Linked DNA regions of Mus musculus: region 1 is linked to region 2. A link is a contact called in public promoter capture Hi-C data. All regions are on one chromosome and are shown on one strand. The core of a region is the stretch at or near the end of the contact, and the rest is flanking DNA. Distances in the headings are between cores, read along the strand shown.

The links. Promoter capture Hi-C pulls out the DNA fragments that hold promoters and counts their contacts.
Region 1: a promoter capture Hi-C map of trophoblast stem cells shows a contact between it and region 2, with 4 times the contacts expected there. The contact joins the enhancer-like site here to the promoter of Arhgap44 in region 2. A contact is called at or near these places in 15 of 39 promoter capture datasets (the 3T3-L1 cell line, 3T3-L1-derived adipocytes, the HPC-7 cell line and 9 more) and 2 of 115 datasets of contacts at active chromatin or transcription factors (embryonic stem cells and stem cell-derived neural progenitor cells).

Annotation. Positions count from the first base shown.
Region 1 is chr11:65,698,235-65,703,409 of GRCm38.p6, reverse strand. All of the region lies in intron 7 of Map2k4 (mitogen-activated protein kinase kinase 4), which reads left to right. Among named protein-coding and RNA genes, the nearest start is that of Mir744, 34 kb to the left of the region's middle. Within about 2 kb of position 2,244, at least 3 of the 459 cell types and tissues checked have an H3K27ac peak or open chromatin away from gene starts, as enhancers often do. A contact at or near this core is called in trophoblast stem cells, where this site is marked.
Region 2 is chr11:65,159,779-65,165,711 of GRCm38.p6, reverse strand. Arhgap44 (Rho GTPase activating protein 44) reads left to right here and starts at 2,751. Exons shown (of 20, transcript NM_001099288.1): 1 at 2,751-3,126. The coding sequence starts at 3,074. LOC115487730 (a long non-coding RNA gene) reads right to left here and starts at 5,832. Exons shown (of 3, transcript XR_003949568.1): 1 at 5,499-5,832; 2 at 3,323-4,891. 1700086D15Rik (a long non-coding RNA gene) reads left to right here and starts at 5,812. Exons shown (of 2, transcript XR_003949567.1): 1 at 5,812-5,844.

The DNA of each region.
Region 1 (5,175 bases), core at 995-3,494, 540 kb before region 2:
TTAGGTTAGGGAAGTTTTCTTCTATAATTTTGTTGAAGATATTTGCTGACCTTTAAGTTGGGAATCTTTGCTCTTTTCTATACCTATTATTCTTAGGATTCATTTACTCATTGTGTCCTGGATTTCCTGGATATTTTGGGTTAGGAGCTCTTTGCATTTTGCATTATCTTTGACTGTTGTCTCAATGTTTTCTATGGTATCTTCTGCACCTGAGATTCTCTCTTCTATCTCTTGAATTCTGTAGGTGATGCTTGCATCTATGACTCCTGATCTCTTTCCTAGGTTTTCTAATCCCAGGGTTATCTCCCTTGAGGTTTCGTTATTGTTTCTATTTCCATTTTTAGATCTTGGATGGTTTAGATCTTGGTTGTTCCTTTCTTTCGCCTATTTGATTGTGTTTTCCTGTAATTCTTTAGGGGTTTTTGTGTTTCTTCTTTAAGGGCTTCTAGGTGTTTACTTGTGTTCTCCTGTAATTCTTTAAGGGAGTTATTCATGTCCTTCTTAAAGTCCTCTATCATCATTATGAGAAGTGATTTTAGATCAGAGTTTTGCTTTTCCGGTGTGAAGGTGTATCCAGGACTTGCTATGGTGGGAGAATTGATTGGGATCTGATGATGCCAAGTAACCTTTTCTGTTGCTTAGGTTCTTACGCTTGCCTCCCGCCATCTAATTATCTCTAGCGCTACATGCCCTTGCTATATCTGACTGGATGCTGTCCTTCCTATGATCCTGGTTGTGTCAGAACTCCTCAGAGTTCAGCTGCCTCTGGGACCCTGAGATCCTGGTGTGATCAAGTTCCTGGGATCCTGGGATCCTAGGTGCGTGAAAGCACCTGCGAGTGGAGCTTCTTCTGGGTGTTGTGGGACTGGCTTCGGAGTTAGCGCCCAAGGTCTGCTCAGGGCACAGGCCCTGACCAGAAGGAACTCATGCCACTAGTCAGGTGGAGTTCCTGGGTGCCTGGGTCCCACTGATCCCACTGGTCCTGCTGGTCCCAATTAATCCCCAGTGTTGGGCAGATGTTGTGTCCTCCTCTCCTCTGATCCTATTCAGATAACTTTTAAAGAAAGAGACAGGCACTTCATTCTTGTATAGAAATATGGAGAAATATGGTTTCACACCTACCAAAAGAGAAGTGGTGTAAGGATTCACTTTTCTTTCTGACTCTATCCTACTTTGGGATGTGCAGGCCAATGATAGCCTCTGTAGTTCTGATGTTGACTAAATCAAATGAAATAGTCCTGCCACTGGTGGACAGAGGCCGACCTATTAAGAGATAGACAGAAATACAGAATTAATTTTGAGAGCCTTGAGGTGGCTTGAGTCTCCTTGGTATATTGTAGCACATAAGAAATGCCTTTGTGTGTGTGTGTTTTTGAAACACAGTCCAGGCTAGCTCCAAGTTTAAGCTTTTCCTGCTTCCACCTTAGAGTACTGAAGTCACCAGAAATGCCCTTGTAGTAGACTTTTACATTTTTTTCCTCCATCTAGAGAAGCTGAGATTACTCTCTAATTCTAGAACATAAAAAAATCCAAAATATAGAATTTTTATATAATACTTTTATATGGAAATTTTAATAGTTTGGCAAGCTCTCTTCCCTCACATACAAATATATAAATGTATTCATGCATGCATGTGTGTGGTGTATGCTTGCTGAATCATTTTATTCCAAACACTTGGGTGTCCCTCTCCCAAGATGGATATTCTGTCACATGACCACAGTAACATTAACATGCATAAAATACTTAAGAATTTTGTAGTATTATATAGGCAATGCTTACATTTCTTAAATGTGCAAGACATAGTTACCTTAAATTGATGCTTTGTTTTCAGCTTTTGCATTTATTATTTCAGTCTGGACTGGCCTGGACCTCCCACCCTCCCATGGGATTAACCTTTTTGGAAGTAGCTTTAGCATCTGACCAAACCCACTCAGTCAACAGGTTCTCCAGCGCATGATTGAGGATTGAAAAGAAAGAGACAAGTAGACAGTGCTGCAGCATGACCCCAGTCAATTCTGGGACTGAAGGCAAATTTAATTTTCCCAATCCACTTTTATGCCATCTTAATTACATGCAAGTATTAAGGGTGAGCAATACAATAAGGAACTAGCAAGGCAGTAAGCAAAGTCCTTCAACCGTTGTTTCCTAGAGCTTGTCAGAATGACCAAAATATGTGAGCCCATTTCCTTGATCAAGCTCAAACTCTTGCCTGAAGCCTATGCCTTTGTTCTACCCTAAGATTAAAATTCCTGCCTTCATGAACCTACTTCCCTTTTACAGCCTAAAGCTAGAGTCTTGCTGAAATGTACTTTCCTATCATGCCCTGAAGTCAGATTCCCGCCTGAGTTTACTTCCTTGTCATGGCTAATGTCAGAGTCCTGCCACGCGGTACCCCAGAAGGCTCTCCACAAGCACACACATTCTTCCTGAGTCTCATTACCCCAGGCTAGGTTCAGACTGATTAGGTTCAGACCATAGATTGTTTTGGGATGACAATTTCATAGCTAATGTCTGCCTTCTATTGCACCACATGACAAAGCACATCATATCGACGACTTATAACACTTAAAAGAGAGTGGGAGCAGTTGCAAGATAGTGTCCCCTTTCCTCAGTTTCTCTTTTTGTTTGAATATACTTAAAAGTCTAATTTCCAGAAGATTTCTCATTTTTAAAAGATTTATTTATTTTCTGTATGTGAGTATACTGGTGCTCTCTTCAGATATACCAGAAGAGGGCATCGAGTCCCATTACAGATGGTTGTGAGCCACCATATGGTTGCTGAGAATTGAACTCAGGCCTCTGGAAGGGCAGTCAGTGCTTTTAACCACTAAGCCAACTTTCTAGCCCCAAGATTCCTTATTCTTGTGTTACCCTCTAACACAGTGACTTCTAAAAAGTTACTTCAGGGCTGGAGAGATGGCTCAAGGGTTAAGAGCATGTTGTTCTTTGAAAGGACCCAAGTTTCAGTTCTTAGCACCCATTTTATAGGTGACTTACAAATGCCTCTAAGCTTAGCTGCTTCGGATTTGAGATATATTTGCATAGTCCACTCTTGCAAGAACTTCTAGCTTGTTTGTGACAAATACAAAGGAGTTCAGAGTGATCTTAGCACAGTAACTGTGAATGGTAGCTCCTTGTTCTAAGTGCACACTTGGAGTGTTGGCAAATAGTCACTCATCAGAACCAGTGAAGATACAAAACACTTCTTGTTTGACTATCTCTTGTCTTTGTCCTATGTGTTTCCCCATTCCTGCCTAAGGCAGCTAACACCCGCCTTCTCTGGAATATTTTAAAGATGTACCTGTGCTGTTGTGCTGAGAGGCTTGGGTTGTGTAGCTCTTCTACCATTTTTGCTTGTCCATTCTTGTGTTGACACAAGGTTTAGTTCCTGGTTCATTTAGTTCCTTAATTCATTTAGATATTTTGCTCTCTTAGCAGTGCCCATAGTTTTTTAGCGTGAAGTCATTTTAAATTTATTGCTACAGAATTCATGGGTTTGGTCAGTACAGGTATACATCTTCAATCTCTCTGTACTCAGGAGGCAGAGGCAGGCAGATATCTGTGGATTTGAAGCTAGCCAGTTCTACAGGGTGAGTTCCAGGATAGCTAGAGATGCATAGTGAGGCCCTGTCTCACAAAAAAACAAAAAGAACATAAGAATTTGGATATTACTATTACTATTACTGGGAATGGAATGAAGTCTTTCTTTAAAACAAAACAAAAAACCACCTCACTTTTATTATGTCAAAGTACCAATCGTTGTCTTAAGTTGCCTTTGTATTTTGGTGACCTTGTTAACTTAGATTCACTGAGTTTTAATAGAGAATTCCTATGTAGAGGGTTGTAGAAATTTCTGAATAAAAGTAACACCTGTACGTTACATGTTGCACTAGCTGGAACTCAGTTCTGAGTGACTTAATTAAAAAGGAAGTGTTGTATTTGGAATTAAGTCGAGGTTACTTTGTATTTCTTTGATGAAGTGAGAACTTTTATCTCTCCATAGTGTGCTAAGACTTGTTGCTATTGCTGTACTTTTGGGATTGAATTTTGTCAGAAGGTTTAGCGTGTACAGAGTTTACCAATATGTGAATATGTGCTCCATTCATGTTACAACCCTGCAGCCTGCATCCCTGCAGCATCCCTGCAGCATCCCTGAGACAGTGCACTGGTTCTGCTGCATTAGTTCTGCGTGTGCTGTGGGTTGATTCCTATTGCTCGCGTTCTGTGTTGTTTTGTACAGGAACATTGTCTTGCGCTGCCTGTGTCAGGTTTTCCTAAGAGACTTAGGAAACAAGTTGAGAACCATCCTGTCATTTCTATTTTTTTCTTCTTTTCTTTCTTTCTTCCTTCTTTTTTTGTCCTTCCTCCCTCCCTCCCTCCCTCCCTCCCTCCCTCCCTCCCTCCTTTTTTGTCTTTTGATGTAGAATGCATATAAGATGGCTGATATTTCTTCCTTGCAGGTTTGAAAAGGCTCCGAGAGCCTACTTTACTATGAGTCTGTTTGGGGGAAGGTGGGTTTTGCTTATTGTTTCTCCATTTTTCTTTTAGACAGTCTTTCACCGTCGCCCAGACTATCCTGGTACCTGCTATACAGCCCAAGCTTGCCTTGAACTCATGATATTCCTCCTGTTTCATCCTCCTCAGTATCAAAGTTATAGTTGTGAGCCATGACATACAGCTTGTGGGATAGTTTTTAATGGCAAATTCATTTAAAAAAATATACTTCTAAAGTTTTTTGTATTTGTATTTATATATTGTCTTGATAAGTTTTCATTTTCCTTTTAAAATATATTATTTCTTTTAGAACTTCATAGTGCTTTAGATCATATTCACCTCTTTGTCTCTTCTCCCTTGCTCTCCCTGGACCAGCTCCCCCCCCCCCCCTTTAGATGTTTTGTTGTGGGTGTTTTTTTTCTTAAATGGTACATCAATTCTATTTTATACTAACCATATACTCTTAGATGTGCAACCATCTGTCCACTGGAGTTTGGTTGACCTATCAGGGGTCACACCCTTCAAAAAGGCCTGCCCTTCTCACTCCAGGAAGCTCAGCTGTCAGTGGCCCTCAGTTCTGGATGAAGGCTCATAGCGTACCTCTCCCAGCTCCATATCACAGATTTTCAGTTGTTTCCTTCAGATGAATAGGGATTCCCAGCCTTCATTCTTATGTACGGA
Region 2 (5,933 bases), core at 1,502-4,001:
ATACAGCCCAGAGAATGGTGCTGCACACATTTAAGGTGGCTCTGCTTACCTCTGCCAACCCAAACATTCTCTTACAGACGTACCCATAGGCTTGTTTCTCTGGTGAATCCAGCTCCTGCTAAATTGATAAGCACTATTAACCATATGGTCATTTTTTTTTTTATTGCAGGCAAATGAATGGAACTAGAAAATATCATCCTGAGTGATGTAACTCAGATCCAAAATGACATGCATGGTTTGTACTCACCAATATGTGGCTATTAGCCAAAAAAAAAAAGTATAGAATACCCAAGATACAGTCCACAGAACTCAAAAAGGTCAACATGATGAAGGGCCCAAGTGAGGATGCCTCAGCCCCACTTGGGAGGGAGGGAGGGGCCTGGGAGGGAAAGGGGATGGGGGGGGGGAGAGGGGAACATCATCTGGTATTGGGGGGGGGGAAGACTGAAGCCCTGGGGGCCAGAAGAAAGAATGGAAACAGGTAACCTTGGGAGGTAGGAGTTTGGGGAAACCCTTCAGAATGCACCAGAGGCCTGGGAGGTGAGAGACTCTCAGGACTCAAAGGGAGGGACCTTAGATGAGATGCCCTACATTGGGAAGAGGGAACTTGTAGAGCCCACCTCCAGCAGAAAGACCCAGCATCAAGTGAGGGATGGGGTTGCCATCCCACAGTCAAAACTCTGACTCATAATTGTTCCTGTCTGAAAGAACTGCAAGGATGGAAATGGAGAGGAGCTCCAGGAAAAGAAGGTCCAGCGACAGGACCAAAGTGGGATCCAGCTCAAGGGGAGGCCCCAAGACCTGACACTATTACTGAGGCTATGGAGCGCTCACAAAAAGTGACCTATCATGACTGCCCTCCAAAAGACTCAACAAGCAGCTGAGAGAGTCAGATGCAGATATTCGCATCCAACCAATGGACAGAAGTTGCTGACTCCTGTGGAGGCTGAGGAGGAGGGTGACCCTGTAGGAGGACCAGCAGTCTCAATTGACCTGGGCCCCTGAGATCTCTTGGACACTGGAACACTATCCAGGCAGCATACATCAGCTGATATGAGGCCCCCAACAAATATACAGCAGAGGACGGCTGGGTCTGGGTTTAGTCAGGAGAAGGTGAACCTAACTCTCAAGAGACTGGAGGCCACAGGGAGTTTAGAGGTCTGGTGGGGTGGGGGGTGGGGACATCCTTGTGGAGACAAGGGGGGTGGGGAGGAGGTATGAGATGTGGAATGGTCGGAGGGTGGAACAGGAGGGGAATAACATCTGCAGTTTAAAATAAATATAAATAAATAAATAAATAAATAAATAAATGAATGAATAAAGGATTTTTAAAAACTCAAAATAGAAGTACTTTGTTTATATAAACATGACGTTGACATGACTGTATGTTGCCACATACAGTCAGTCACAAGCACGATGCCTTCACTGCTAATTGACCAGAACTCTTGACCTAATAAGCAGAGGCTGAGCTCACAATTAATTAAAGATTTCATGTTCATTCAGCCAAAACATGCCTCAAACCATCATTTGTTCCGCTGGCCAGTAAGACACTTACATCCATATTTAGGGCATCTTTCTACTGTAATCAACACACTGCAGAGAATCTCGGGTCATAGATGGATGCTCTTCCTTTTTTTTTTTTTTTAAACTATTTTCATAATAGGAATGATCCTGGATTTTCCCATTATGCTATCTTCCATTGTATCTGCCACAGTGGACTACATGATAGCCTGTATGTAGTTAGATTTGGAAAACAGCACTCTTTCATTTCCATCTACCAAACAGCAGTGCTTTCTACTTGAGATAGGGAAGCTGGAGATGAGAGAGTCCCAGCAGTTTTCCTAAAATTGCTGATTAAATATGTGAGATTCTAATGGGAAGACTCACATTTGTTTGATCCAATGTCTCTACTGCCCAACAACTCTGACTTGATATATATAAAGATGACAACTAATTGAGATCACATGTGATTTTCTTTCTTTTTTTTACATTATTTATATTTATTTAGTGTGTGTGTACGTAAGACAACATGCAGGAGTTAATTTTCTCCTACCGTGTATGTTCTAGACACTGAACACAGGTCAATAGGCTTCTTTACCTATTGAGCCATTTGCTGTCCCCCTCACCTGCCACCTTCCAAGTCTAATGAGCCACAATTTCTTTCAACCAGCTGGTAAATGCCAGTGGGCTGCCCAGCTGATACCATTTCAGGTCTAGTGGCGGTAAGGAGATGGACATAGCTATGGTAATAGAATCTAAATCATACAAGAAAGCTGTCTCAGGTTGTGCTAGTAGACAAGACGTTACTGATTCAATCTTATGTAAACTTTTGGTTACTTACTGGGTTTGAAAAAGATTAAGGATGGCATTTTGGGATGCATGCTACGCCTAGTTCGAAACCCCTTTGTCCCAAGCTTAACACTGTGATTGAACACCAATAAGGTGACTTTATACAATTTAACGAACACATCTGCCTAACATATCTTCATATGAATTCAACACTGAACATCTCGCATTCGCTTGAGAGAAAATAGGAGTCAGACGTTTACTCTGTTTGTTGTTGTGTCGTTGGTTTCACTATTCAAGCACGAAAGTATTTCCTTTACTACAAGGCTAAAGCCTAAACGTCTTGGTCATACTGTCTTCTCTCACCTCTGCACAAAAGCTGTCCCTACAAACTTTGGACAGAGGAAAGGTGGGAGCGGCAAACTACAAGTCCCAGCATGCACGGCGCATTCCGCACAGGCGCACGGGGACCACCCGGCCAGCTGGCTAGCCAGCCTGCGGAGACTCCCCGGTTCGCTCGCCGGGCTGGGGCTGGGGGCTAGCTACAGCTGGGGCTGACCGCCGGGCGCCTTGGGCGGCCCCGGGCGTGGCACAGAGAAGGATGCGGCGGGCGGACTAGGCGGAGGTGCTCTCGGGAGGCTGGGCGCGGGCCAGGCGGCTCCCCAGGCTCCGCAGTGCCGCCGCCGTCGCCCGGGAGGCTGGGCGCGGGAGCCATGTAACCCTGCGGTGGGCTCCGGGCAGCTCAGTCCTTCCCCAGCTCCCGGGCTAGCGCGGCAGCGGGGCCACGATGAAGAAGCAGTTTAACCGCATGCGCCAGTTGGCCAACCAGACGGTGGGCAGGTAGGTCACCCGCTGGCCGCCCAGGGCCGGCACGCCCGCGGGGCTGCATCTGCCAGGCGCAGGTGATGGAGCTGCCCGGCCTGGAGCTTGTGCGTCCCTCCTGGGTCCGCGCGGGTCGTTGGTGAGACCTTTCCTCTCCCGACCCCTGCTCGCTTCTCGCTCGCCGGTCTAGGCTCAGAGAGTGACGCATCCTCACCTGCGTCCCCAGCTGCCCCTTCACCTCGCCCTCTCTGCCTTTCCTCGGGACTCCCTTTTCCTCTGGTAGCGATTCTTCCTGGAAACAGGTGTTTGCTCTGCTGGAGCTGCTGGCTGCCGAGTCGTTGGCTGCCTCTGGAGATCTCTTCCTCCCTGCGCCCAGTTCAGGGCTGCTTAGGGTCCTGAGGTAGTGTTGGGCCTGGTCGACACCCTCCTTCCCCACTGGAGCCCTGTTTGTTTTCAGGGGCTGTGACTGTATGGGATGCTGGATCACTTTCCTGGCTGTTTTTTCCTCAGCGTTTGGGGGTGGGGAAAGGATGGCGAGAAGGGGGAAGGTGCTGGCTGATGTAGGCTCGGTCCCAAGACTGATTTCAGTGGAGGGAGGGAGGGAGGCTGCGAAAGTGAGGTTCAACTCCCTTGGAAGATGAGAGGAGGATCAGAGAGAGGAGGATCAGAGGCTCTCAGCCAGGTAGGGGATGGGACAGTCTCTCCTCCCTCCCAGTCCAGAACAGCTTGGCCCCAGGAATCTGCAGGACCCAGACTGCTCTCATCTTGGTGAACATGGACTAGATCTGGGCCAGTGTCTCCAGGAGCGGATCTGTGGGGTGCCAAGATCTATTAAGGTTACATAAGGATTCTTAGTGGGTCCCGTCCAAAGCTAGACATTCTTGAAACACAGGCTTGTTAGATAGAGGGGGATTTTTCATGGAATCTGTGTGCCCAGGGCCGGATTTCTGTGTGGTTGTTAAAGGAATTTAGGTGTGCAGTTTAAAGTAAGCAGAAAGGGAAGAACCAAGCCTTGGGTGCAATTCAAGTGCAGGCTCCACACATAGAGTGCTCTCGGCCAGGTTTGTTGAGAAACCAAATACCTTTCTTGGGTGGGAAATGGAGCTTGAGCTGGCACCTGGTAGGGTGGGGGTGGGGACTTCCCTGGAGAATAGAGGACATGAGGGAAGCATACTGCCCTAGTTACAGTGGGCATTTGAGGGCAGGGGATGTGATGGCTTCTCATGCTTTCAGGAACTCCAGATGGTTTCCAAGTAACCTAAGCGTTTCCAAGCTTCTAAACTAGACTTGGATTCATTTTCCCTTCCCAAACACATGTGCTTTAACATGAGGGGGGAATTTATGAATAGCAGAGTCAGATTAGCCCAGATTTTTGGCACGGTATTGCCACAAATATAGCCTCACGTGGACTGTCTTTGGTATGTTGGATGCTGAGATAGTGCTTTCCTGGTACTGGGGGGTGTAGCTGTTGGTTGTCAAGCTGACCATTCTTTACTGTCTTGGCTTCTGGATCACACTCCCTGGGCTCTGGCATACATGATGGCAGTAGACATCCCAGGGGTGGGCCCCTCACTCTGACCACAGGTTGCTGTTTCTCATGGAGTATTCTCAGTCCACTTAGTAGCCTGGTGTTCTCTTGGAGTGTTAGAGATTGGTGCTCGGATATAGATGTCTCAGGGAAGGCATTCGTGTTGCTTCCAGACACCTGGCTCCTATCTTCCTTCAGGACTTGTTTTTAAGTTGTGAGATTTTTGAGGCATGGGCATAGGAACTATATTTTTCACTGTCATTCGTGGAGGAAATGAAAAATAGGCAAAAGCAGACTGAATTATTATTATTATTATTATTATTATTATTGTAAAAAGTAGTCTTATGTATTCAAAGAACATTCTTAGAAGTACAAATCCAGGGGCTGCACCCTGCTATGCCAGAGCTGCTGAGCGCTTAGGTGGATGACCAACATGTACAAAGTTGAGGCCTGACTTGTGTCTGTTTTGGTGAAGTTTAGAGTAAACTGTTGAAGCAAAAATTAGTTTAGGATACTCTACTGCTTCAACACTTCCAGTGCCATCATTTTGCTTAGCAGCCCCAGCATTTCAGTAGCCACATCCCTCTGGACCCCCCTTTGTCTCAGCATGCTCATTTTGTCTTCCTGTCTCCCTGTCCCTGAACTCCTGTGCTTCGGACACATGAAGCCCAGCTCCACTTTAGAGATTTGTTCTTGCTGACCACCAATTTTTACTACCTGGTTGAGGATGTGGTCTTCCCAAATTGCTTTCTCATCAATCAGCACTTGGCTCTCAGGCTCAGATAAAACCCCTGCTCCCTCACTCTTACCCATCATTCTTTTCATTTTTGTCCACTACTCCCCACAGTTTGAAAGCTTGTACCTTTTTGATTTTTGCCCGTCTGTCTCCAGTAGAATGTATTGATCACCCTCGCATGCCAAGGGCACAGAGCAGTGCCTTGTAGACGGTTGGTGCTCGGTCAATATTTATTGCCAAGATGAAATGGTTTACTTCTGGCCAGTGATGGGAATGAAAGGAGGTAGCGTGGGGGTTCTTCTTCCTATTGAGAATGTTGAGAGACTCAACCTGTGCATTGGGAAAGGGGCCATGATTTGCTTCTTAGTATCTCCACTCACTAGCAGCTCATAGTGCTGGAAGTCTGGATGGTAGGTGTGATGTCATAAAGTGCTTTGTAGAGAGGCCTTAGTGACCTCTTTCCGGTAGAGAGGTGAGCTTGAGAGCTGCTCTTCTCCACCACTCCCCACCTAGCTCACTTTCTGTAACTCACAGGTTTTGGGATTATTACAAATGAAAAAC